2 separate regions of the Capra hircus genome follow, and region 1 is linked to region 2. Evidence: chromatin contacts called from public Hi-C data. All regions are on one chromosome and are shown on one strand. The core of a region is the stretch at or near the end of the contact, and the rest is flanking DNA. Distances in the headings are between cores, read along the strand shown.

The links. Hi-C and Micro-C count contacts between places; a contact is called where the count stands out from the background.
Region 1: a Hi-C map of blood shows a contact between it and region 2, with 2.7 times the contacts expected there. The contact joins the enhancer-like site here to the promoter of GRIN2C in region 2. A contact is called at or near these places in 2 of 5 Hi-C or Micro-C datasets (blood and liver).

Annotation. Positions count from the first base shown.
Region 1 is chr19:55,823,301-55,829,407 of ARS1.2, forward strand. TMEM104 (transmembrane protein 104) reads right to left here. Exons shown (of 10, transcript XM_018063860.1): 3 at 5,727-5,848; 4 at 2,990-3,071; 5 at 1,943-2,039; 6 at 1,148-1,225. Among named protein-coding and RNA genes, the nearest start is that of TMEM104, 14 kb to the right of the region's middle. Within about 2 kb of position 4,136, at least 2 of the 5 cell types and tissues checked have an H3K27ac peak or open chromatin away from gene starts, as enhancers often do.
Region 2 is chr19:55,763,163-55,769,203 of ARS1.2, forward strand. It overlaps GRIN2C (glutamate receptor ionotropic, NMDA 2C), which reads left to right and starts at 2,748. Exons shown (of 13, transcript XM_018063857.1): 1 at 2,748-2,870. FDXR (NADPH:adrenodoxin oxidoreductase, mitochondrial) reads left to right here. Exons shown (of 13, transcript XM_018063852.1): 11 at 51-222; 12 at 1,033-1,203; 13 at 1,338-1,850. The coding sequence ends at 1,468.

The DNA of each region.
Region 1 (6,107 bases), core at 2,886-5,385, 62 kb after region 2:
TCCCCTCTGCACACAGTGGGGCTTGGATGAAGGGGCAGAAAAATCTCCCAAGGTAACTGCAAGGTCAAGCACTTCCTGAGATGTGTCCGACTCTCTGCGAAGGTTCGGGCATTACAAAAACTAAACCCTTTAACAGATCATCTCCCAGAAGAACAAGATTTGGAATGGAGGCCTAAGATGTTGCCGGAACAACCGACACGGATGGCAGCATCTGAGCTGGCCGCTGTCCTTGCGATCCCACCAGGCAGCAGGTGGAGCACGCCAGCAGGTCACGACCAGCCCTGCAGAGTCCAGACAGCGGCCCTGAGCACGGGCTCCTGGCGCCCTCTGCCGACCACTGTGAAGACACCCTCCCCACACACAGCCACACACCACCCTGCCGTCACTGGAGTGGGGTGCTCTGGGCTGTCCTAGACACAACAGTCCAGAAGAAAAGAGACAAGGCAGAGGCAATTAAGAAAAAGGAAGAGAACCACCCGCCGCCCCCACTGGAAAGCTGTTTGGGACCCAGCCTCTGTGAGCCATAGTTGGTAGTGAAAGTGAAAGGCGCTCAGTCGTGTCCGACTCTTTGTGACCCCATGGACTATACAGTTCATGGAATTCTCCAGGCCAGAATACTGGAGTGGATAGCCTTTCCTTTCTCCAGGGGATCTTCCCAACCCAGGAATCGAACCCAGGTCTCCCATATTGCAGGTGGATTCTTTACCAGCTGAGCCACAAGGGAAGCCCCATAGTTGCTGAGTTGTTGTTTTTTAGTATCTGACTCTTTGCGACCCCATGGACTATAGCCCACCAGGCTCCTCTGTCCATGGGATTCTCCAAGCAAGAATGCTGGAGTGGGTTGCCATTTCCGTCTCCGGGGGATCTTCCCAACCCCGGGATTGAACCCATGTTTCCTGCATTGTCAGGCGGATCCTTTACCACTGGCTGCTTTTTTATTCCCGATACACTGAACAGGGAGGGAACCAAGAGAACACCCTGAACGGGTTCAGGCCTCCCAGCAAGGTGGCTTCGCAGGCCAAGAATCCGTTCCTCCTTCTCCCGTGCCCTGTCACCAGGCAAGGTGGAACCCCCGACCTGGGTGCCCTGGCCCACGGGAAGGCACCAGCTTTCCTGCCCGCTCCCCACGTGGAGAAAGCACCCCCACCTTTATTGAAGAACATGGAGGCCATCTGTCCCAGCTCCACCCGGTCTGTGATCTCGAAAAGGTTCGATCCGCGTCTCTCTGTGGAGCCAAGAGCAAAGAGGGAGTGTAATTTTTTCCCACGAGGACAAGCTCCTCGGAGGGGTGCTGGGTTCGCTGAATCCTCCAGAATAATGAAATCCCAAGGGGCTCAAACTCTTAAGAAAACTTTTCCTTGTGCTTCCTGCTTGAAACATTTTTAAAAACGCCCATAGAGGAGGCTCCCTGGTGGTCAGGACTCTGAGCTTCCATCACAGGGGTCATGGGTTTGATCCCTGGTGGGGAAATGAAGATCCCATGTGCCTCCAAGTGCAGCCAAAAAATAAATAAATAAAGGAAAAGAGAAAATGTCTACAGAAAGGGAGCCAGGGATGCTCACTGTGGGGTGAGTGGGAAGGCGGGGGTGCCTCCCTGGCTCAGCTGGGCTCTGGGTGTGTCTCTGTCCGGTGGGACAGGAAGGAGGGAAGTTACAGACTTGACACAGACTCGGGCTTCCAGGGGCCGAGGTCAAGGGCCCTCCCCAGGCTGCAGACAACAGTTGGCGGCAGATCCAGCAGGGGGGAGCCTGGCCCGGCTCCAGGGTTGCGGCTCTGCTGTATGTTCCCTGCTGCCTTCCTGGCATCAGCCCTCAGGTGGGAAGTGCTCTCAGAGGGTCTCTGCAGAGAGAACCCCCGCCCCTGCCCTGAGCCCTCTCCATGAGGAAGGGGAACCCCGTGGACCAGAGGGGAGCGCGGCCCAGCCCGGAACCCCAAGACTTACGCACAGACAGGATGGGCCGCTTCTCCGCCCGCTCGTAGCTGTCCTGGGCGAGAACGTCGCTGTCGGAGGCCGAGGAGGAGTCGTCGTCTTCCTCCTCCTGGGAGGGGGCGGGATGCGGAGGGTAAGGAAGACAGGAAAGGAAAGGGGACACCCAAGGGAGAGCCTGCTTGCTCGTTCTCTCTTCCTAGAAGGCATCTGAGCAGGGAGCTTTCCATACTTCCGGGCTGTCCCATCAGAGGGTCAGAGGCGCATCACGGGTCCTGGGATGAAGGTTCCCAGGTCAGAGGGAGGAGGGAGCAAGGAGGGGATGCTCAGGGAGCACTGAGGGAGGAGGGAGCAAGAAGGGGATGATCGGAGAGCACTGGGGAGGAGGGTGCAAGAAGGGGATGACGAAGAGCACTGGGGAGGAGGGTGCAAGGAGGGGATGACCGGAGAGCATCGGGGGAGGAGGGAGCCACGAGGGGATGACCGGAGAGCATCGGGGGAGGAGGGAGCAAGGAGGGGATGACCGGAGAGCACCGGGGGAGGAGGGAGCAAGGAGGGGATGGCGGAGAGCACCGGGGGAGGAGGGAGCAAGGAGGGGATGGCGGAGAGCACGGGGGGAGGAGGGAGCAAGGAGGGGATGCGGAGAGCACCGGGGGAGGAGGGAGCCTGAGTGGATGCTTGGAGAGCATCGGGGGAGGAGGGAGCAAGGAGGGGATGGCGGAGAGCACCGGGTGAGGAGGGCGCAACAGCAGAGGCTGTGCATATTCTGGAAGCTGACATGGCTGCGAACTTCAGCTCCTCACTAATGCCCAGAGAAGTCCAGGTTCTGGAGAAGGAAATGGCAACCCCCACCAGAATTCTTGCCTAGAGAATTCCTTGGCCAGAGGAGCCTGGTGGGCTACAGTCCATGGGGTCGCAGAGTCGGACACGACTGACTGAGTAACTTTCTTTAACGTTTCCGGGTTCCGGAGCTGCCCACGGTCAGGAGGGGGTGCGGGGAGAGGCCTGGCCCGCTCTCTGCACTCAGCGGCTCCACGACGGAGCCCAGGGTGGCCCACACACCTGGCGGGTTTCCATCCTCTTCCAGCGGAGCTGAGCGTTGGCCGCCCCCATGGCCTCCACCACGAAGGTAGTTGTCACGAAGCTGCAGGGAAAGGCCACGGGTTAATCGCCAAAGGCAGGGAGGAGGTTGGAGGAGGCACAAGATAAAAGGAAAAGCCACTGAAAACTGGACCCGACCAACCAGCCAGCCCAAAGCATTCTCTCTGCTGAGGAAGGTACCCCAAGTCCTAGGATGGGTCTGACCCTGTACGAAGGTGTGTGTGCCTCCACGGTGCCTCATGGGCTCGCCCTGATGTCTGTTTATATTTAGAACATATTCTCAGTGCACAGGAGACCAGGGTGTGAATCAAGCTGATGGAAGGAGAGAGTGTGACCTTGGGGGAGAGGTGACTCGGGGGCAAGGTGGTACAGCACCCCAGGAGGGGCCTGTTGGGGGCAGAGGTGGGAGAGATGGGGGGTAGAGAGACAGCAGATGAGGCTCTATACTGGGAGGAGGAAGCCGGTCCACAAGGGGCCCGCCCGGGGCTTCAGGGAAGGGCAGTGGGCAGCTCTCACGTCTCTTCGCTGGGCAAGCGGTCAACCCCCACTTACACACGCTGATGAACGGAGCACGGGTGTGGATAACTGAAAAGGGTGCTTGGCCCTGGAATCACCCTCCCCTTTTTACTTCTTGGGGGGGTAGGGGGTACTTTTACTTTCCTAATAACCTGGCTAATATTAAAATAATTGTTATTTTAATGTTTGCTATTAAAGTAAATGAAGAAAGAATGCAATAAATCAACATATTTAATTAATAAGTTAAAACATATTAACAGATGAAAATGTGTTAATATTTTAATAGCCTAATAATCTGGCCCGAATCAAAACGGAGATTGGGAGGTAGCATCAGACCTTTGTGAGAAGTGAGACTAGAGTGAAGAGAAAAATCTACTTTTTTTAAGGAAACCGGAGAGATTGGGCTGACAGCAAGAATGCTCTGTGAGCAGACGTTACAGGGCAGGGCCGGGTTCCTGCTGCGAAAACCGGAGTGACCCCACCCCTGCTGAAACGGAGCAGGTGGAACATTCAGGAACATTCACCTCCCTCTTTCCTGAAGCTGCTGGGCAGGCGGGCTTCCCGCAGGCCCCCCTGGCTCACCTCGGGTGCTGGCACCTGCCGCAGGCTGGCAGTCAGGCGGTGGGGACGGGGGCGGGGGGTGGGGGGTGCCCAGGAGTTAACCCACAGCCAATGGGGGTGGGGCAGCCAGCCCTGAAACTCCAGCTACCGCAGCTCCTCCTAGAAAGGTTTCTCATTATCTTGCCTGAGTGACCATTTTAAGGGCTTTCCATTGCCTCTTCTTTTGGGAAGTAAAACTAAAATCCATCTTAATTAAGGCATAAAGAGGCTCTCGTGGCTGCACGAAGCCAGCTCATGGATCATGCTGGAATATAATGGGCTGGGGGGGCGTGGCAGCCCCTGCGTGGCGGCCCCTGCCTGGGTGCCCCCAATAACCACTTCCCTTTCAGGCGGCTGCCTGTGCTGAAGGTCCTTTGAAGGGGACAGCGGAGTCACAGGAGGACAAGGACGTCTAGGGCTCCTGGCCACAGAGCTTGCAGGACGTAATGAGCCCACAGTACCTTGAGGCTACATACAACCTCCCCAGAGGAAAACACGGGAAGAAAGGGAAAAACAGGGCCGTTTCCCACCCCGTGCAGCCCCGTGCAGCCTTAGTTGACTTCAGCTACTGAATTCTGTGGCGCTTCCCGGGTGGCTCAGGGGTCAAGGATTCGCCTGCCAGTGCGGGAGACGGGAGTCGATCCCTGGGTCGGGAAGAGGCCCTGGAGGAAATGGCAAGCTCCTCCAGTCTCCTTGCCTGGAAAATTCCATGGACAGGGAAGCCTGGCGGGCTACAGCCCACGGGGTTGCAAAAGAGCAGCTAAACAAGTGACTTCTTGTTTAGTGACTAAACAGGAACAACAGAATCCCTCTCTAGCCTGGGGCCCCTGCCTGTGAGTTCCCCGAGGAGTGGCCTGCAGAGGCACCAGCTGCCGCATCCCAGGTGAGCCACGCACACCTGCTCACGGAGCGGGTGCCCGAGGGCTGGGCCTCCTGTTTGCTGCTGGGCACGGAGCCATGTGAGATTAACACCTGAATATGGCTGCACCTGCCTGCTTATCACTGCTGCTCGGTGAAACTATCTTAAACAAACTCTAAATTCCGAGCTGATTGCCTGGATCACCTGAAACGTTAGTTGGCATCTCTTCTGTGGCTGGCTGGGAACTTCTCAGGGAACACACGCCGATGGTCACATTCAGAAATTATGGGCGCAGCAGAGGAGGAAAGCCAGCCGGGGAAGAAACACGTGAGCCCCACATGAGACATCCTGGAGCCTAACTGGAGGTCTCCGCTTGTTTTTTTTTTTTTTTTCTGCTAATGTCTTGCTGTGCCTCAGGGTATGTGGGATCTTAGTTCCCTGACCAGGGATGGAACCTGTGCCCTGTGCAGTGGAATCTCAGAGTCTTAACCACACTGGACCGCAAGGGAAGTCCCTAGAGGTCTTAACTTCCCAGTGATGGGGGGTGGGCAACTACTCCATCAGCGTGAACCCCCGCCGCCCCAAGACCTTTGGGCCTCCTCTCCTTGCTCTGCGAACCTGTTACCAGATATCTCTGTTAGATGGATGGAGAGAGCTCGGGCTCCCCGGGGAGGTGCCCCCGGTTTCACCCCCAGCACCCCCAACTCCAGGATGGCCTCTTACCTCATGAAGCCCAGGAATATCAGCAGCACCAGGCTGACCAGCCACCCGGCTGTGGCAAAGGCCTTGGGCATGGTGAGCGCACCGGTGCCCACGATGAGGTTGAACATATACACCAGTCCGACCTGGAACCGAGAGAGGCAACATTTGAGCAGCCCAGAAATTGACAAGCCTCACCACCCCCAACAGCTCCCAAGGGTGACTCTGGGCTATGACAAAACCCGTGGAAACCAGGAGGCCCAGGAGGCCTTAGCCAGGAGGGCACGTAAGAAGGGAGGGTTCCTCTCGGGTTCCAGGGAGGCGGGATCTGCAGCTGCACGCTGGGCGACCAAAGCCCGTGGTCCATCCGTCTTTTCAAAAAGTCTCTGGGGCTCGGTTTTACCC
Region 2 (6,041 bases), core at 1,498-3,997:
CTCAAGTCTCCCTACCCCCCAGCCTGGTGTTTCCCACACTTTCCCCACAGGGCATTGGAGAGGCCACCCGGGCAGTGCCCACTGGGGACGTGGAGGACCTCCCCTGTGGGCTGGTGCTGAGCAGCGTTGGGTATAAGAGCCGCCCCATCGACCCCAGTGTGCCCTTTGACCCCAAGCTTGGGGTCATTCCCAATATGGAGGGCCGGGTTGTGGATGTGCCAGGTGAGAGGGCGTGGCGGGGGCACAGGGAGGCTGGTGTCTCTCAGGGCTGTTTCACATTCATTCCTTCATCAGGTGATATGCATTGAGAAACTGTTCTGAGTCAGGCCTGTGACTCAGCCCCACCCACCTCCTGGCCCTACGAGAAGTCCCCAGTGTAGCTGAGATGCCCACTCGTATGTCTGGTTATTAAATCGGGCTCTGGGCTAGGCCAGGGCTGAGACTAGAGATTAAGCAGCAGCTTAATCCTTGTCCTCTGCAAGTTACCAGCCTGGTTAAGTATGTGTGCTATGCTCAGTTGCTCAGTCCTGTCCCACCCTTTGTGACCCCATGGACTGTAGCCCACCAGGCTCCTCTGTCCACGGGGATTCTCTGGGCAAGAATGCTGGAGTGGGTTACCATGCCCTCCTCCAGGGGATCTTCTTAACCCAGGGATCAAACCCAGGTGTCCTGCATTGCAGGCGGATTCTTTAATGTCTGAGCCACCAGGGAAGCCCCAAAAATCACATACCTATCTAGTTATTAATTCATTCAGTCAGTGTTTACTGAGAGCCTGCTGAAGCAAGGTGACAGGACCCAACTCCTACAGAGAGCGCCAAGATGCAGGGACCCTAAGGTGTAAGGTGGGGGGCGGTGCATGGTGAGAACACCTGGGTATGTTTGGGGAGGAACTGAGGGCAGTGGCGGCAGATGAGTGGGCCCCGCTGACGGGTGCTGGGGGCCATCCTCCCGGCATGTGTGTCCTGGGGCTCAGGCTTGCCAGGGTGCCCAGGCCACTCCCCATTCCTTCGCCCTCTGTCAACCCCACACCAGGCCTCTACTGCAGCGGCTGGGTGAAGCGGGGACCCACGGGTGTCATCACCACCACCATGACTGACAGCTTCCTCACTGGCCAGATTCTGCTGCAGGACCTGAGGGCCGGGTACCTGCCGTCTGGCCCCAGGCCGGGCTCTGCAGCCATCAAGGCCCTGCTGGACAGCCGAGGTCTGGGCCCCATGTGAGCTCCCAGGAGTTGGGGAGGGGGGCATCTGGGGGAGGTCCCTGGGCCGGAAGGGGGCTGCTCCCCACTGGGGCAAGGGAGCAAGTAGAGGCCCTGAGCCATCTTCCCTCTGCCGCAGGGGTCTGGCCCGTGTCTTTCTCGGACTGGGAGAAACTGGATGCTGAGGAGGTGTCCCGGGGCCAGGCCTTGGGGAAGCCCAGAGAGAAGCTGCTGGATCCTCAGGAGATGCTGCAGCTGCTGGGGCACTGAGCCCAGATCCCAGCCCAGCCTGGTGCAGAGAGAAGAGGAGGGTGACCCCAGATCCTAGCCCTGCTTGGAGAAGAGAGGAGGCGCGCTGGGCAGCAGAGAGGCATCGGGGTCAGCCTGAGCGGGACTCTGCACCCCAGCTGCGTTGTCTGCCCGTCCTGGCATACGGCCCTGGCTGCCTCTTCTCCAGGGGTGTAGGAGCACTTTATTGAGCCAGAAGGTCGCTCCTGCCAGTGTGGGTACTTTTCAGCAAGGAGATAACCTTAGTTAGGGATGGAGGCAGGTACAAGCTGACCTCCCTCCCTCCTGTCTCTCTCCTGCTGGACTGTGGAAGGTCCCCAGGTCAGGAATATGCTGGAAATAAAGCACCTGCCACCTAGGGTCACTGGTTCGTGTGCGCGACTTCTTTCGAGGCCCAGGGTCACCTTCCGGCCGCAGCTCCTCTCCAGTCGCCAGGTGGCGCTGCAGAGCCAGCTCCCTGTCCCCAGGGGGGCCGGTGGGGGGTTTTGGCAGCCCCGCCTGGCGCCCACCAGTCTTCCCAGCTTGGCCCTTCTGCTGTGGTCGGCCTGCCTTCTGCCCGCCCTGCAGGCACTCTGTGACCCCAGCCTGCCTGCTCTGCTCGCCCTCCTGTCGGGTCCCCGTCCCTGGTTTGTCTCCAGCACAACCAAGTGCAAGACAAAAGTGGGAGCCAGGGCGCCGGGGGGCCGCTTTGCCTGCGTGTCCCTGTGGCCCCTCGGACTGGCCCGGGTTCCCCGCTCTCTCATTCCCAACGCCTCCCCGCCTTGTTGCTTTCCAGCTGGATAGACAGGTCTTTGAAAAATAGCACCCTGGTGTCCCTAGCGTGTTCATCATCTTTTTACCAGCCCCCCAAGCTGCCAGCGTCACTTTACAGACTGGGGTTGAATCCTCAAAATTAACCAGCCCAAGGTCACACACCTAGTGAGCCTGGGGCTCGAACCCAGGGCTGCGGGCAGCCTGTTTTCTCCGAGTCCGTGGGGTCTGGGGACACGGGGAGAAGGGACACGCCGGCGGAGTGGGCCGGCCGGGGCGGGGCGGAGGCGGCGGGCCCCGGTGGGGCGGGCCCGCGCGGGTGGCGGCGGCGGCCGCCAGTGCTCCGACACAGCCGGCTGGCGAGCCCTGGGAGCCGGAGGCGCGGCGCGGCGCCCAGCCCGGGACGGAACCCGGCGCCGAGTGGGCCACCGGAGGGGCGCGGGGCGCGGGGGCGGGCCCGGCCCCAGCCCAGCAGGCCACGCCACGGGCACCGGCCCCGCAGGCGCCCCTGCCCAGGCGCCCGCCAAGCTAGGACAGAGCGCGCCAGCGCGCGGAGCGGAGTCGCCGGGACTCGCACCGCGCGGGAGGCGGCCGGCGCGGGCTCTGGGCGCGGGCGCAGCGCCCCTTCCCCCCGGTGAGTGGTGGGCGGCGAGCGGGGGGCGCCAACTTCGCCGCCAACTCGGGGCTGGGCTCCGGCGCCTCGCGGGGAAGGACGGCGGGGACAGACGCGGGGCACCGGGGAGAGTCTGGCGGGCGTTCGGAGCCCGAGTGGGGTGGAGCTGGGGGTCCGGGACCTGGGGCACCCGGCCTGGGGGTTCAGACTCAGGCGGGCGGGGACGAGGTGTGGGAGAGAGGCCGAGGGGCCAGGCGCGCGCGGCGGACGCGAGGGAAGGACGCGGGCGAGGCGCCCAAGACGTTCGTCTCCCGGGTCACCAAGCACTCCGGCCCCCGTTTTCGCCAGGCGCCGCGGCACCGCTGGGGAGGGGGCGGTTCGGGGACGCAGGAGTCGGGGCTAGGAGCCCCGCAACTGTTGCTGCGGGAAGCCGGGCGGGGCTTGGGGAGCTGGAGCTGTGGCTGAGCTGAGCCAGAGCGAAGGGGGCTGGAGAGGGCGCGGAGCAGAGAGGACCAAAGGGGCTGTCGGTGGCTCCAGCAGCCGGCCGCCTGCTCCCGGGAGGTCGGCCGAGGATCTGCCCTCGCAGTCCCGCCCCGTCACCATCCCCGCCCCCCCGCCAGGTCCTCCCCTTCCAGCTTTTCCTTCTGTGCAACCTCCCTCCTCTGACCTCAGGGAACCAGCGTGGGCTTTACGGGGTGGTGGGATCTCCCCAAACGCTGGCCCCGCGCCCGGAAGACCCAGTCAGGCTCGAGGCTGGGAGACGAAGGGTGGGCTAAGAAGACTTGGGAGAGGCGAGAGCCCTCCACCCCACGTGCGCCCCCGTGCCGCTAGGCCTTGGCGGCCGCACCAGCGCGTTACTCTGATTTCCCCGGGCTTCGACCAGAATCCCCGACGGCGGGGAAGGGGAGCCGCAAGCCTCCTGCTGCAGAAAGTGGTTCACGCCTAGGCCTAGGCGGGCAGGGCCAGGGCCATGAGAAGGTAAAGTCACCCAGCGGCCAGACCATCCCCAAGGGTGCATCCCACGAGCCGGGTGAGCGAAGGGGGAATTCCTGCCGGGCCCTGACGCTCACCCTAGTGGTCCTAGCCCTGCTCCCCCGGAGGGACTTCGGGCTTGGTCCCCAGCCCTCCAAAGCGCACCGCCCTGACTTCATCCCCGAAATTGAGGAAGGGAATTTGCGGGGTGGGGATGGCCTGCTGTGTCTCAGAGCCCGTCTAGTTTCTGGCTGCGCCAGTCAGCTTCCAAGCTGTTCCTAAATGCGGTATGAGGAATTCGAGTACTAACGTGAAAGGGGCCGAGTAGACCTGGAATCTGACTCCCGAATCTGCCCTAGGGCAGGATTGAGCTGGTACGGCGCCCACACCTGCTCGCCTGGCCCCACTTGCCAGGTGAGCTCGGCGCTCCCCACCCGCGGGGCTTGGGGCACGATCCAGCTTGGGGCCAGCGGGGATGAGGACCTAGGAGCCGGGGAGGTCCGCAGAGGGCAGCGGCGAGGCGGGGGGCGCGGGGTGCGTGGTGCCCAGTTTGGCCGCCAGGAGGCGTGGCGCGGGTCCCGGCGTCCAGAGCCGCCGCCGCCGCATCGCAAGTGTCCTTGAGCCGCGGGTGACGGTGGCTCTCGCCGCTCGCGCCCCCTTCTCCCGCGGGGGGAGCCTGATGCCACGTTCCCTATGAATTATTTATCGCTGGCCTAAAAATACCCCGAACTTCACAGCCCGAGTGTAAGAGATTCCCCTGGGGGTCCGAGTGGAATCAGCGGCGAGGGTAGGGGGTGGGGGGAGTTAGTCTTGCAGGAGGGAGACCGCGGTGTCCGCGACAGTGGGGGCAAGGGGGAGGGGTGGTCTTCTCCCCTGGCGTCCGGGTTCTCCTCTGGCACTCAGCAGAAGGGAGGCAGGGAAACCCGACGGCAGAGCCGAGGTCGCTCACCCTGTGGGCGCGAATCCAGACGGGCCGCGCAGCTGGGGTCCCTAGGCTCCTCCGGGAAGCGGCACGGTTGGTGGGTGGGGCTGACTCCGGGGACCCAGGCTCCCGGCCTGGGGTGGGGACGGCCCTCAGATATCTGGCGTGGCGGAGCGTGTGCACGTCTGTGTGCGGGGAGCCTGCCTGGGATTGGGGGAGCAGAGGAAGAGAGAGAAGAGCTCTAAGCAGGCGGAGGTGTTCCCGCCGTTCAAGGTGATGCTGAGTGTCTCAGAAGACCGACCATTGCCTCCCTCCCCCGGGCTTTTGTGGGGGGTCCGAGTGTTCATTAAATATTAACAGCCCCTTTGCGAAAGGTGTGGACCCGCAAGTGGGTGGGCAGAGGTCTGGAAGGCAACAGTCCAGCGCCCGAGGTGGGGGCATCCTGAAGTGGGCACGTTGCTGCCACAGGGCGTCGTGACAGGAGCCGTCCCAGAATCATAGCCGGAGCTCCCCAACCGGAGGTGGTGGTGAGGAAGGGCAGCTGGCTTGGGACCAGACCCAGACTCTCTGTGTCCCCACCTGTGCGTCCGCAGCTGCGAGGTACTGAGGCAGGGGCTCTGTGGAAGAGGAATTTACCTGGGGCTCTGAAAGTTCTGGAGTTTGTCCTGCAGACGAGAGAGGCAAAGGGAAGAGGCCATTGCGGCCGGAGGGAGCAAGCCTGGAAGTGAGGGCACTGGGGGCCGTCCGGCCCCCAGACTGAAGGGAGGAGGAGACCCACGGAGGGGAGGCTGGTCAGGGTGTGTTGGGCTCTGTCCGTGGGACCAGGATGTCCCGGCTTCATGTGTGGGCACCAGGGAGCAGCTGTGCTGTCTGAGGAGGGGTGCAGTGGCCAGAGGACTTTTTTGGCCAGGGGGGCAGGTAGGGTGTGGCTGGATGGGAGGAGGAGAGGTGGGAGGCCAGGGGGAGACATGTGGGAGATGGGGTCAGGCTGGGGCTCAGGTCTGACCTTCCTGACTTGCTGGGGAGGCTGGATGCTCTGTGGTGGTGAGACTGTGGAGCCTGAGACTCTTGGAATCTGCCCATTGCTCTTTTTTTAAAAAAATGTTTCTTAAATTTATTTTTAATTAGGAGATAATTGCTTTACAATGTTGTGTTAGTTTCTCCTGTACTCCGAAGGGAATCACCCATGCATGTGAGCTCAGTTGCTCAGTTGTGTCTGGCTCTTTGCAACCCCATGGACTGTAGCCCACCGGGCTCCTCTGGCCGTGGGATTCTCTAGGCAAGAATGCTGGAGTGAG